Regions from separate parts of the Gossypium hirsutum genome. Here region 2 is linked to region 1. Evidence: chromatin contacts called from public Hi-C data. All regions are on one chromosome and are shown on one strand. The core of a region is the stretch at or near the end of the contact, and the rest is flanking DNA. Distances in the headings are between cores, read along the strand shown. Region 1 holds the start of LOC107951689 (probable glucan 1,3-beta-glucosidase A). Region 2 overlaps LOC107951682 (a long non-coding RNA gene).

Region 1 (5,519 bases), core at 2,064-4,563:
CATGATACTAGTGATAAATGACTTGTGACCTTACGAGGTGGTGATGGAGAAATGACTAGATGGTTGCATCTCACAGGATGGTGAGAAAGACCTTAACGGTAAGAACATTTTCATAAGGCGGTGAAATGCATCCTATGAAATGATGGAGTGATGGTTTACGAGGCGGACTTACGAAGTAGGTGCGAAGTGATGTGATGGTTCACAAGATGAACCCAAAGATTTAATAATAAAATAAGACATGTGGTAATATTTGAATCCTAACAATTTTTTTTCTCTCCAAATATATCAAATTACTAACAAAGATCTTACTTTGTTATAAAATGTATATTACTTATATAATTTTTTTTGATAAACCTAGTAAAAATTCATTAAATTCTTCTTTAAATATCAAATAAAAACAATAGCATATAATTTTCTTAAAAACTTAATGTAATCTCATAATCAAGAAAATAATATTTTATTTGTTATTGAAAAATAGCTAAGCATTTTAAATTTTAAAGGTACTATTTCAAGTATGACAGTTTGGAGGAAAACTACATCGATAAGAAACTTTGACGAAAGACTAATAATTATAAAAAATTAAAAATGAAAGTATATCTCTTGAAGAAGAAAATGGTGCAAAATTGTGCATGTTGGAGTTTGACATTAAAAATTTGTATGGTTGAGTTAATAGTACATTCAATATTTAATTTAATTTTTTTGATCAAGTATTTATCGACCACAATTATTTATTCTTTTATCATAGGTATGATTGAATCTGAAAAGAATGAGCTAAACTTTAGATTTAAATTTACTATTATCATTTTAAGGAAAAAAAAAAGAAAAGAGTTTCTTGGTTTCCCCTGCATCAACTTTTTTAACAGGAGAACTAAATGCCAACCTCATTTATTGTAATTTTAAAGCTTGATAATCAAATAGTTGGTCACTTAAGCTGAATAAAGTTGTTCTCAATCATCCACTTCAGACTCCAATGGTTTCTGTCACAATTATAAGCCCAATATGCCCATCCAAATGTTGCACGACCATAAACATCTAGCTGTGCTTTAGCAAATCTCTGGTAATCTTCCATTGATGCATCGTTTCGAGCAAATTCTGCAGTCCATTCCCCTGCAAAAAAAAACACCACTTTGAAATTCATTCCTACTACATTTGCATACAGCTAAAACTAAACCTGTTCCAAAACTTAAATTACCAACTAAAACCAGGGGACCGTTAGCCGAGGTCAAGCTGCCAAGATCGGAGGCTCGTTGATTGTTGACAAAATCGATGTTTTGTTGGACAGTCATGCCAGTAAAGGAGTCTGAAAAGAGGTTGTAGTAATGCACATCGATGGCTACTCGATTCATAGTACTGGCCAATGAGAAGAGCTCCTTTGGATCAGCTGGTCCTAAACGAGCTGATAGGATCACATACGCATTTGTGTACTTCCTTATGGCATCGTATCCAGCTTTGTAATACTTTGTAAGTGCATCTAATGTTACACCCGGTGCTCTAGGCTCATTCATTAATGCAATCGCAGCCAAATTTGGTCTTACACCATATCTGTCGAACAATTATATTGAACCTTTAAATTCAATTGAAAGAAGGAAAAGGATACAATAGAACATGGCATGACATAGAAATGGTTAGTGTCATCTTTAACCTTGCTGCAAGAAACTCTATTACCGCCACAGTCTCGTCAATGTTGGAATCGCCCCATTCTAGAAAACCATCTCTTGCTCCGCTGTGTTCGTCACCGTTCTGTGAGGCTTTGACTGCGTGCAAATCAATAATTACCTCCATCCCATATTTCCTGCATCAATTTCACACATGAACCAGAAGATGTTTAGAACTTTAAATTAAATAAGTCTTGTTTTGTCTTCATCCTAGAAGATTTCCTTTACTTACTCTGCCCATGTGAAAGCATTGTCGAGGGCTATTGAAGAGCCTCCAACAAAAGGCTTAGGGGGAGTTGGATCCTGCGCTATCCACCACCCTACAGGTATCCTCACGGCACTCAGTCCATTTGCAGACATGAAATTGAAATCTTCCTCAGTGATGTAAGAATTCCAATGATCCTAAATAACCATGGTTTCGTACAAAGTCAATTCGGATACTATTGCTATAACTTGCTTGTTTAAAGAGTAAAAAAAGAGCCCTTACCTGCATGACTTGAGGGGCTTTATCAGGGCCATAACCATTAGTGATTTGAAATTCACCTTGTATGGTGTTTACGATTGTCATTATGAACACAGATGGATCGCTATCATCCCAACTAGACTCTGCATAATCTGCAGTTACCAGTGTCTCCGATTGTGCCTAATTATGAAAAGTTTTGTTCCTTAAAAATGGAAAATCATTACTATGAAAGTCATTGCAAATTGTAGTGAGTGCAACAAAAGTACCTGTAGGAACAAACCATTTGATGCTTTGAATCGAACTCGGTTACGATCATCATCTTTCCTTACAATCTCAAACGTTTCTGTATCAGTAGGTGTATCTGAAACTGCTTGTACACCTTGATTTCCTAATCCCACAAACTGCTTGTTGAACACTCTCAAGTTAAAGCATGATTCACTCACCCTCCATAACTGCATCCAACCAAGCAAAAAAATTGGAAAGACTTCAAGTATTATGTTGTAGTTTAAACAAAAAAGCTGATGAAAGAACAAACCCTGAAGGTTTCCCAACCAGAAGGTGAGGGACGGTTGGCTACAACGACGGTTCCACCGCCATTTTCAGCACACAAATACTTGTTTAGCTTTGTTGAACGAAACTGAACTTGGGTTCCATCCTATACCAAATAAATACACAAAAAAAAATTGGAAATTCATGATTAAATGAGTGAAACCATAGCTAAAGAAAAGGGAAAGCTATGTATATACCAAAAGATCTTTGTTAATGATGCCATCAAAACGAGAAGGTTTCATCCATCCTTCAGTAACAAGCCAGTTACCAAGGTTTACAGCCTTCAATGGCAGAATAAGGTCTGCATTTTGTGCATGTGAAGAAGAGGGAAAATATGAAATCAAGTTGAAAATCAAGAGAAAAGGTAAGTAAACCATGTTTAGCCTTCCCTCTCTGTTCTGAAATTGTATGACAGCTGCAAATTATACAAGTAAATCCATTATCTGGAAAAGCAACATTCTCATAATAATGACATTAAATGTGTTCACACAGACTAATTTGCTTTTGCCTTTTAGTCCTTATCATCTTATAGCAATTTCACATGGGTTTTTTACTATTGAGATTTGGAGATGTTTAAGCAAATTATGGAATGGAAATGTGATATTTGTCAAGCATGAAGGGGTTAAGGCAAACTTTAGTTGCCCCTACAGCATAGAAGAATCGAACTTTCCTTTTTATTTATTTAGTGGAAATGGTTAAGGCGTCAAAGTCCATCCTTTCACACTTTTTAATCACTTTTGATGTAAATGGAATGGTATCAGATTCGTGTCTCGTCTTTTTTCTTTTGTTCGAAAGATTCGTGTCTTATCAACCGCTCATCAAGGTTAAAATGTCTAATAAGTCTATCTACTTTTCATAAATTTAGAATTAGTCCTTATACTTTTATTTTCAGAATTTAGTCTTTAGCTTCAAGTGTTAATATTGTTACTTTTTTTTGTTATATTTGTTGATGTGATATTTTAAGGTAAAAAAATACTTACTTAGTAGTCATGTAACTAAAAGAATTGATATTATAATAAGCCTAAATGTAGCAAATTAGTTTTAACTGTGTTAACCGTTGGATCTGAATTTTAAAATTTAAAAAGTAATACTAAATTATTAAAATAAAAGTATAGAGACTATGATTTAAATTTACGAAGAATGCAAGGAGTTACGACATATTTTATTCTAATATGTAACATTTCGTGTTGGCCAAGTTTCTGTACTCTATATATTTGGAATTCAGTTTTCATTTAGTTGTTAACACCATTAAAATTCTTTTGTTAAATTTGTTGACATGATATTTTAAATTTAAAAAAAAAAACTCATTACATAACTATGTGACAAAAAAAAGAATGACATTGTAATGGATCTCAATTTAATAAAGAATTTTAATAGTGTTAACAACTCTTAAAATTCAAGTCAGTATTGTAATCAAAGTAAAGTATTTAGAATAACTAATGGCATTATAAACGTTGAAGTACTAAATTATGTCAAAAAATTAAAATATAAAGATCAAATTTCAAATTTGAGTGTAGCATAATAATTGAAATTGAAATTGAATTACTTTTACATGTCTAAAAAATAGAGGGGTCAGAATTAAAATTTAACCATTGTGTTAATAATGTAAAAGAAAGTGATGGACGTGTGTCAAATAAGGAATGCCATTTATACATAGAATATAGGTAAAATACAATTATGATCCCTCTGCTATGCTTCAATTTAAGATTTAGTATTTATAATTTAATTTGACATAATTTAGTTCTTATACTTCATTCGATTATTCAATTTTGTATTTTGTGGTCACCCAACTATATTAGATTTTTGAGTATTTTCATGACCAAAAAAATAATTAATAGTTAGATACTCATTTTATAATTTTTCATAATTATGTGATAAAAAAGAAAAAATAAATTATAATTAAATAACCATTTTATAATTTTTATAATTAAGTAGAAAAAGAATCCATAATTGGTGATGTTTAGTTTACCAAAATCAATAGGATGCAAAAAGCTTCAAATCGTAACTCTTTGAAATCGACGCAAACGTTGAAGATCACCAGCCGCTAAGTTTCCTCTCTTAACCGGCGGATCGTAACATGAGTCAAAAAGCAATCTTAGCCCTCACAAAAAATTCCAACAATTATTTTCTAAGTTTTATAAAAATTTTGAAATATTTGTTTAAAGTCTTTTAAAATTTAAAAGAAAATATAATTAAAACATACAAAACTCTTCAACATTTTAATTACCCTCTCTATTTTTAAAAAAAAATTATTATCTTCATCTTTCTAAATATTTCTCATATTCATTTTACAATTTATATTTAATATTTATAGTTATCTCCTTAATAATATCATTTTTAAAATTTAAATTTATATATTTCCTTTAAAATACATATTTTATCATCACATTCAATATTTTGGGACCACTATTTTCTAGACCAAATCTGTATGACCACTAATTGAGAGCCCAATGTCCCCAACCATGTGCATGATGACTCACCAGCCTTGGGTTAAGTGTTCAATCCTAACTCCCTAAACCTTGTCCCTAACCATCTAAGTGCTTTGTGCTTTAGGTTTTGTTAATTTTTTCTTTTATTCATTTACGTAAAAGAATTACTCCCTAATTATTTTTTTTATAAAAAAAAACTTATTTATATTCTGTGACTAATTTTGATGAAAAATAAATTTATATGCAAAGGGACTTTGAATTGAATGGACCTAAACATTTGGAATTAATCAGTTTAATTGTTTAACTTGTTTAGACAAAGGCGAATTAGGCAAGATATTGAATGGAGAAGTCATTAAATGAAGGAAAAATGATTGCAATTATCTAAGTGTCTATAGACTGGATTTAGGTTAGGTTGACTTAAAA
Region 2 (6,073 bases), core at 1,115-3,614, 150 kb before region 1:
GAGGAAATATTGTTGTGAATGATGGACTTTAAGGCCATGAGATTCCCCGTCATATCGCGAACCACCAGACCCGTCGCAGATGTGAAGCTACTACTATCAAATGCTCCATCAAAATAGATTGTCGTTCTCGGCATGTCTTCTTAGACTCTAAAAGGTCTGTTCATATTTACAGGTCTTTTCATTTTTCTGACCACTTCATGTTCTGCCAGAGACCTCTGTATGCTTTGCGCTAACTCTCTATTGGTTGTGTTTTTCCTTTCATGCACGAACTGATTCCTGGAGAACCATATTAGCCATAAAGTATAACAAAAAAGTCTACATTGGATGTCGTTTCCTCTCTTAAAAACCCCGGTTAGCCACTCCCACATACTTTGATTCATATTATTAACCACCCACTGTAAATGTATTAATCCCCATACATGCTATAGTTGCAGGACAGTCACGGAAGAAATGGGGGCTATCTTCTACCCAGGAACAACCTCGGGGGCATCCATCATTTGAAATTACTCTTTTGTACTGGAGATTAGCAAAATTCGGGATAAAATCCCTGGAGATTCTCCAAATAGTGATTGTAATTTTAGGGGGTAATTGTAGGCTCCATAACTTTCTGTAAAAGTCTTTCATTTCGGTCTGTAATAAATAATTCCTAGAACCCAGGCTAGCATTATACGCACTGCGTACCGTGAATTCACCCGATAACTCTCCTTGCCAAACTTACGTGTCTTCATGATCGGTCTCTGCGATAGGGATCTGCAAAATCTTCTGAGCAGCTTCCTCTTAAAAGGTACGGTTAATTAAATCTGTTCTCCACTTCCTATTTGCACTGTCAATAAGCTCCGAAACTAATTCTAAATCTCCTTTGATCTGTCTGATATGTTCATTGATTGTGTCAATCCCTAGAATCCAGCTATCTTCCCATATAGAGATCTTATCTCCTCTGCCCACTCTCCAACCCAGCCCTTTTAGGAGTAGTCCCCTTGCTGTCCAAATACTCTTCCAGGTGAGTGAAGGTAAATTGCCCAACTCTACACTTAAAAAATTTGAATTCGGATAGTATTTAGCTTTTAAAACTCTTGCTAACAAAGAATTTGGATACCAAAATTTCTAAAACCTAAACCACCATTTTCTTTTAAATCACAAAGGTTTTTCCAAGTGCACCAATGAATACCCCTTTTTCTGTGGCCCTTCTGCCACCAGAATCGTGCGACAATACTTACTTTTGAATTCATCACATAGGGCCTTAGGCAATAAAAAACAGGTCATCGTGTAAATTGGTATCGCCTGTAAAATGGCCTTCACAAATACTTCCTTCACCCCTTGAGATAAAAGCCGATTGCTCCAATTATCAGTACGTTTTCGGAGTCGGTCCTTCAAGTTTTGAAAGGATGCCTTTTTCCTACTGCCCACCGTACTCAGCAACCCCAGGTAATGCTCTAGTTCGTTCGAACTGCGGACCCCTAGCAAATTAAGAACCAAGCTCCTATCATCTTCCGAGGTATTCTTACTGAAAAAGACTTGATTTGTCAAAATTAACAATTAACACACTGACTTGAACAAAATTTATACTCCCACAAAATGTCTTTGAATAACGTAGCAACCCTACTTATGGCCTCCCCAAATAAAATACAATCATCAGCAAACAAAAGATGTGATACCTGTGGCTCGCTTCTACTAACCTTAACACCTTTAAAGAGCCTGCTATTCATTGCTAGCCTCAATAGGCTCGACAGACCCTCCCCACATAAGAGGAATAAAAACGGGTTTAACGGATCACCTTGTCTAAGTCCTCTGGTTGGGAAAATTTTTTCCCTAATATGCCCATTTATAACTACTGAATAAGAGATCTTTGAAACACATTTCATAAGGGCATCTACCCACTTCATATCAAACCCCATTTGTAGTATGACTTCTGTTATAAAAGCTCATTCAACTCTATCCTATGTTATGCTCATGTCTAGTTTAACTGTCATATACCCTGTCTTCCCCGATCCCTTCGTGTTTAACTTACGCAATACTTCATATGCCAATAGCACGTTGTCTGATATTAATCATCCTGGCACAAAAGCACGTTGTGCTTCATCAATACATTAACCAATGGCACCTCGTAAACGATTAGTTAAAATCGTAGCCAGAATTTTATAGAGCACATTACACAAACTGATTGGTCAAAATTGTGTGATATTTGAGGGGCTGGTGACTTTCGGAACAAGTACTATATTAGTATAGTTCACAGCACTAATCTCCATATTCCCATTAAGAATTTGAAGACAAAAAGAAATGGTATCTTCTCCAACGATATGCCAATGTTCTGGATAAAAAAAAGGTGAAAAGTCGTCCTCCCCCGGTGCCTTTGTGGGTCCCATTTTAAAAACTGCTGTTGTACTCTCCTCCCTGGTATATTTTGCAGTAAGCTTTTGATTATCTTCATCGAATATACAATGCTCAATCCCAGATAACAAATAGTCGTAACTACCTCTACCTCCTGCTGAAAATAAACTTTGAAAATAAGATCTAGCACTACCCTCTATTTCTTGCAATTCTACCATTTCGCTTCCATCTTCATTTTGTAATCTACGAATAAGGTTCATCTTTCGCCGTTGTGATGCATGACTATGAAAAAACGCTGTATTTTTATCTCCAAATTTCAGCTAATTAAGTCGAGCCCTCTGTTCCCAATAACATTCATCTTTATCAATATTCAAGTTTAAATTAATTTTCGTATCAATCAGCTAGGCTAAATTCTCATCATCTCTCTCTGCTTTAGACTGTTTTGCTAATTTTCCCATAAGGATTTGTTTTTTCTTTATCCTATTCATATGAATTTTCCCCGCCCATTGTTTCAAGCTTGTTTTTAAATTTTCCAGCTTCTACAACAAGACCCCTGAAGACTCCTTCCACAAACATTTGACTTCATTAATAAAAGATTCCTCCAAAGACCACCAGGCCTCAAATTTGAAACCCTTATTCTTCAAGCGATCTTCATTCATTCTTGTATTAATGAGAAGGGGATAATGATCAGAAAAAGTGTGCACTAAATGTTGGATTTTCACCTTCAGGAACATAACAATCCATTCTGTGTTGGCAACCCCTCTGTCTAACCGTTCTCGAATGTTCGTCTGTGGTACCTCTCTCCCAAGTGAACCAATTCCCACAAAAACCCACATCGTTTAGATGACATTTTTCCAGTGTTCTTCGGAAGAGTTTTATTCGTCTTTCATCTCTAGGCAATCCTCCTTTTTTCTCAAAACCATACATAATCTCATTGAAATCTTCACAAACTAACCAAGGAATATTCCTGTCAAATGCCAACCTTTTCAGAACAGCCCATAAATCAGCCCTATCGGACGCATAAAGGGATCCATAGAATCTCGTAAATCTTTAATTAGTCCTGTATTCCTTGTCCGTAACAATCACATCAATATGCCTCTTGGAAAAAGTACGGAGTGTTATATTTATATTCAGCCTCAATGTTAAACACAAACCTCTTCGTGTACCATCTGAGTCAACTTTAATACCATTCACAAAACCACCACTTCTATGAACTCACTCCATCTGTCGTCTACTAAGCTTTGTCTCTATAAAGAGGACTATTTGGGGATTATATATCTTCAGCGAATGTCGAAGTCTTTTAATCGTCCGTGGTCTCCCCAAACCACGAACATTCCAGCTTAAGATTTTCATTGCGTTTGGTCGGCTTGCCTCTAGGCAAACTCCGATGATAAAATATTAAAATCCACCGTACGCTTACTCATTGTCATTACATTGCCCCAGTCTCCTCTTTCCCCGTTAGATCACTCATTTTCCTTCTTGTTTGCTTTTTCCCCTCCTCTTCTGTTAAAATACCATCTTCTAAATCATATTCCATGGCCGTTTGCATCTGATCAGCCCAAGAACTCTCTTGTCTGTGAGCTAAAGGTGATGTTCCTCCTTCAATATTGAATCCCAGAATTGGATCAATAGATTTACCACATCTTCCCTTAGTATCTCCATTCCAAAAATCAAACCCCAAAGATCGATTATCCTCTTAAATTCCTTCTCGTTTTTCTTTCCCTTCATTCCGAAGCCATATGCTATTCATAGATACGGTTCTTCGGGATTGTGCTCGCAAAGATAAATCCCAATCCAAATCCCCAGAATCAACCCCTAACATCATTCTTTCCTCACAGAATGAATCATTATGCCCCAGTTGGTCACAGTAGAAACAAAAAAGTGATAAACGTTCATACTGAAATTTAACAAACGAGCATCTCCTACACCACATAACCTTCTTCCTTCGTTTTAGAGGCCTCCTAATGTCAATCTATACCCTTACTCTCATGTAGTTTTGATTTTCCTTCCCAAGATTTGAACCATCATACTCCAAGAAAGTTCCAACAAAGTTTCCTAATTGCATTGCTAAATTTTCAAAAAAAAAAATACCTTACTGGGACGTCATGAATTTGGACCCAAAAAGGGGAAATAATTAAAGGTACTCTTAATGGATCTTCCTCCCTTTTCAATTTATAAAGTATCAACAAGTGATTATTGAAAGTCCAAGGAGAACCTTTCAAAATCCTCTCCATATCCATACCATGAAAAAATTGAAAGAGATACCTTTTTTCTCTTAAATCTCTAACTTGAACCCCACAAACAGGATGACACAGATTAGCCATAGTATTTTTCATAACTGGGAAGTGGATAATACTGGCAGTTAAAAAACACCCCACAAGCCTAAAATCTTCTACTCCTCTTTTTGTGGTTGGATCTACCTAAATCTGCAGTATTTCTTCCTCTTCCTCATTTAATGATAATTGTGCTAATTCAGTCTCCATGGATGCAGGTTTGAAGGTCAGAACTCAGACGACAGACTCCACTTGCAAAAATAAAGCGATGAAGAATCCCTTAAATTGAACAAGAAAAAAACAAACAAAAAAACTAAGATTAAACCTAAAAAACCAAATGACTCATGCTAGCGGCGGCAGACACATTTGTGCTAGGGTAGCAGACCTATTAATTTGTAGTTTTGTTGAAACTATTTTTAATACATCAAATCCAAGCTTTCATATAGTAGATATACTAAATCAATGTTATTAAACTTAAACACTTATGTTAATTTCACTCTTTATTTCATTCATATATTTAATTACTCTTATAATTTTTATCATTTCATATATGACACTAGTCTCAATATATAATGAACATATCTCGAGACACATATTATTAAATCTCAAAACATATATAGTACTTTATCACGAGATAGACAACATTAAAATTAAGAGTCTAAAATAGAAGAGTTAAATCTCAAATTATAAAGGTCATTGTCTTGAGACATTAATTATATTGTCTCGAGAAATCATACTTCAAAGCTAGAGGTCTAAAACAAAAAAAATATGTCTCGAAATACAATCCTCTATTTTGATAAATTTGAGTTAGGATTTGTATCTTGACTCCAAACTCAATCTCATATGATTGTGAGTCATTATATGTAGTTTCATTTAACCTCATTCATGTGCACAACATAATATTTATGAATTATGTCAAGCTCATTTATTTAACTTTAAGAAAATAGAGATGATAATAATTTGAATTGCTCTCACAATAAATATAATATCTCACATTTAGATAAGTTGAATGCAAGGTGCCACACCATTAATTTTGCTGGTATATACATCCGTCATGATTATGTAGACCAGCATCCCTAATCATATATGCAGGAGAAGACAAATACATGTGGTTCCTTGGTATTGCTAGCTCAATAGGGTGAATCAATGGGCAAAAGAATTGACATTAGAGCTTGGCCCATTATTTTCATTTAATGAAATTAGCCCGTCTTTAGCCTGGAAAAATAATTAACCCATCAGTGTTTCCATTTTGTGTGTGAGTTTCGAGACAAAATCCACCAGCTTTAGCTTATCGTATTACATGTTCCTTGGTACTGCTAATTTTTATATATTTTAAGATTAAATTTTATAAAGTTAATTATTTTATCTATTACCTGCCTCTAAAATTAAAAAATTTCACGAACAGTATTAAACATTAAAAATATAATAACTAATAAATAAAAAGCACATAACAGCTTTATAAATTCGGTTAT

Evidence for each region. Hi-C and Micro-C count contacts between places; a contact is called where the count stands out from the background.
Region 2: a Hi-C map of leaf shows a contact between it and region 1, with 4 times the contacts expected there. The contact joins the enhancer-like site here to the promoter of LOC107951689 in region 1. A contact is called at or near these places in 2 of 34 Hi-C or Micro-C datasets (both in leaf).

What each region holds. Positions count from the first base shown.
Region 1 is chrA02:98,802,750-98,808,268 of Gossypium_hirsutum_v2.1, reverse strand. It overlaps LOC107951689 (probable glucan 1,3-beta-glucosidase A), which reads right to left and starts at 3,313. Exons shown (of 8, transcript XM_016886811.2): 1 at 2,865-3,313; 2 at 2,654-2,773; 3 at 2,385-2,570; 4 at 2,143-2,298; 5 at 1,888-2,057; 6 at 1,643-1,792; 7 at 1,193-1,542; 8 at 778-1,107. The coding sequence starts at 3,044. The coding sequence ends at 923.
Region 2 is chrA02:98,954,087-98,960,159 of Gossypium_hirsutum_v2.1, reverse strand. It overlaps LOC107951682 (a long non-coding RNA gene), which reads left to right. Exons shown (of 3, transcript XR_005905227.1): 1 at 1-351; 2 at 429-784; 3 at 4,820-5,051. Among protein-coding and RNA genes, the nearest start is that of LOC107951682, 3.6 kb to the left of the region's middle. Within about 2 kb of position 2,364, at least 5 of the 9 cell types and tissues checked have an H3K27ac peak or open chromatin away from gene starts, as enhancers often do. A contact at or near this core is called in leaf, where this site is marked.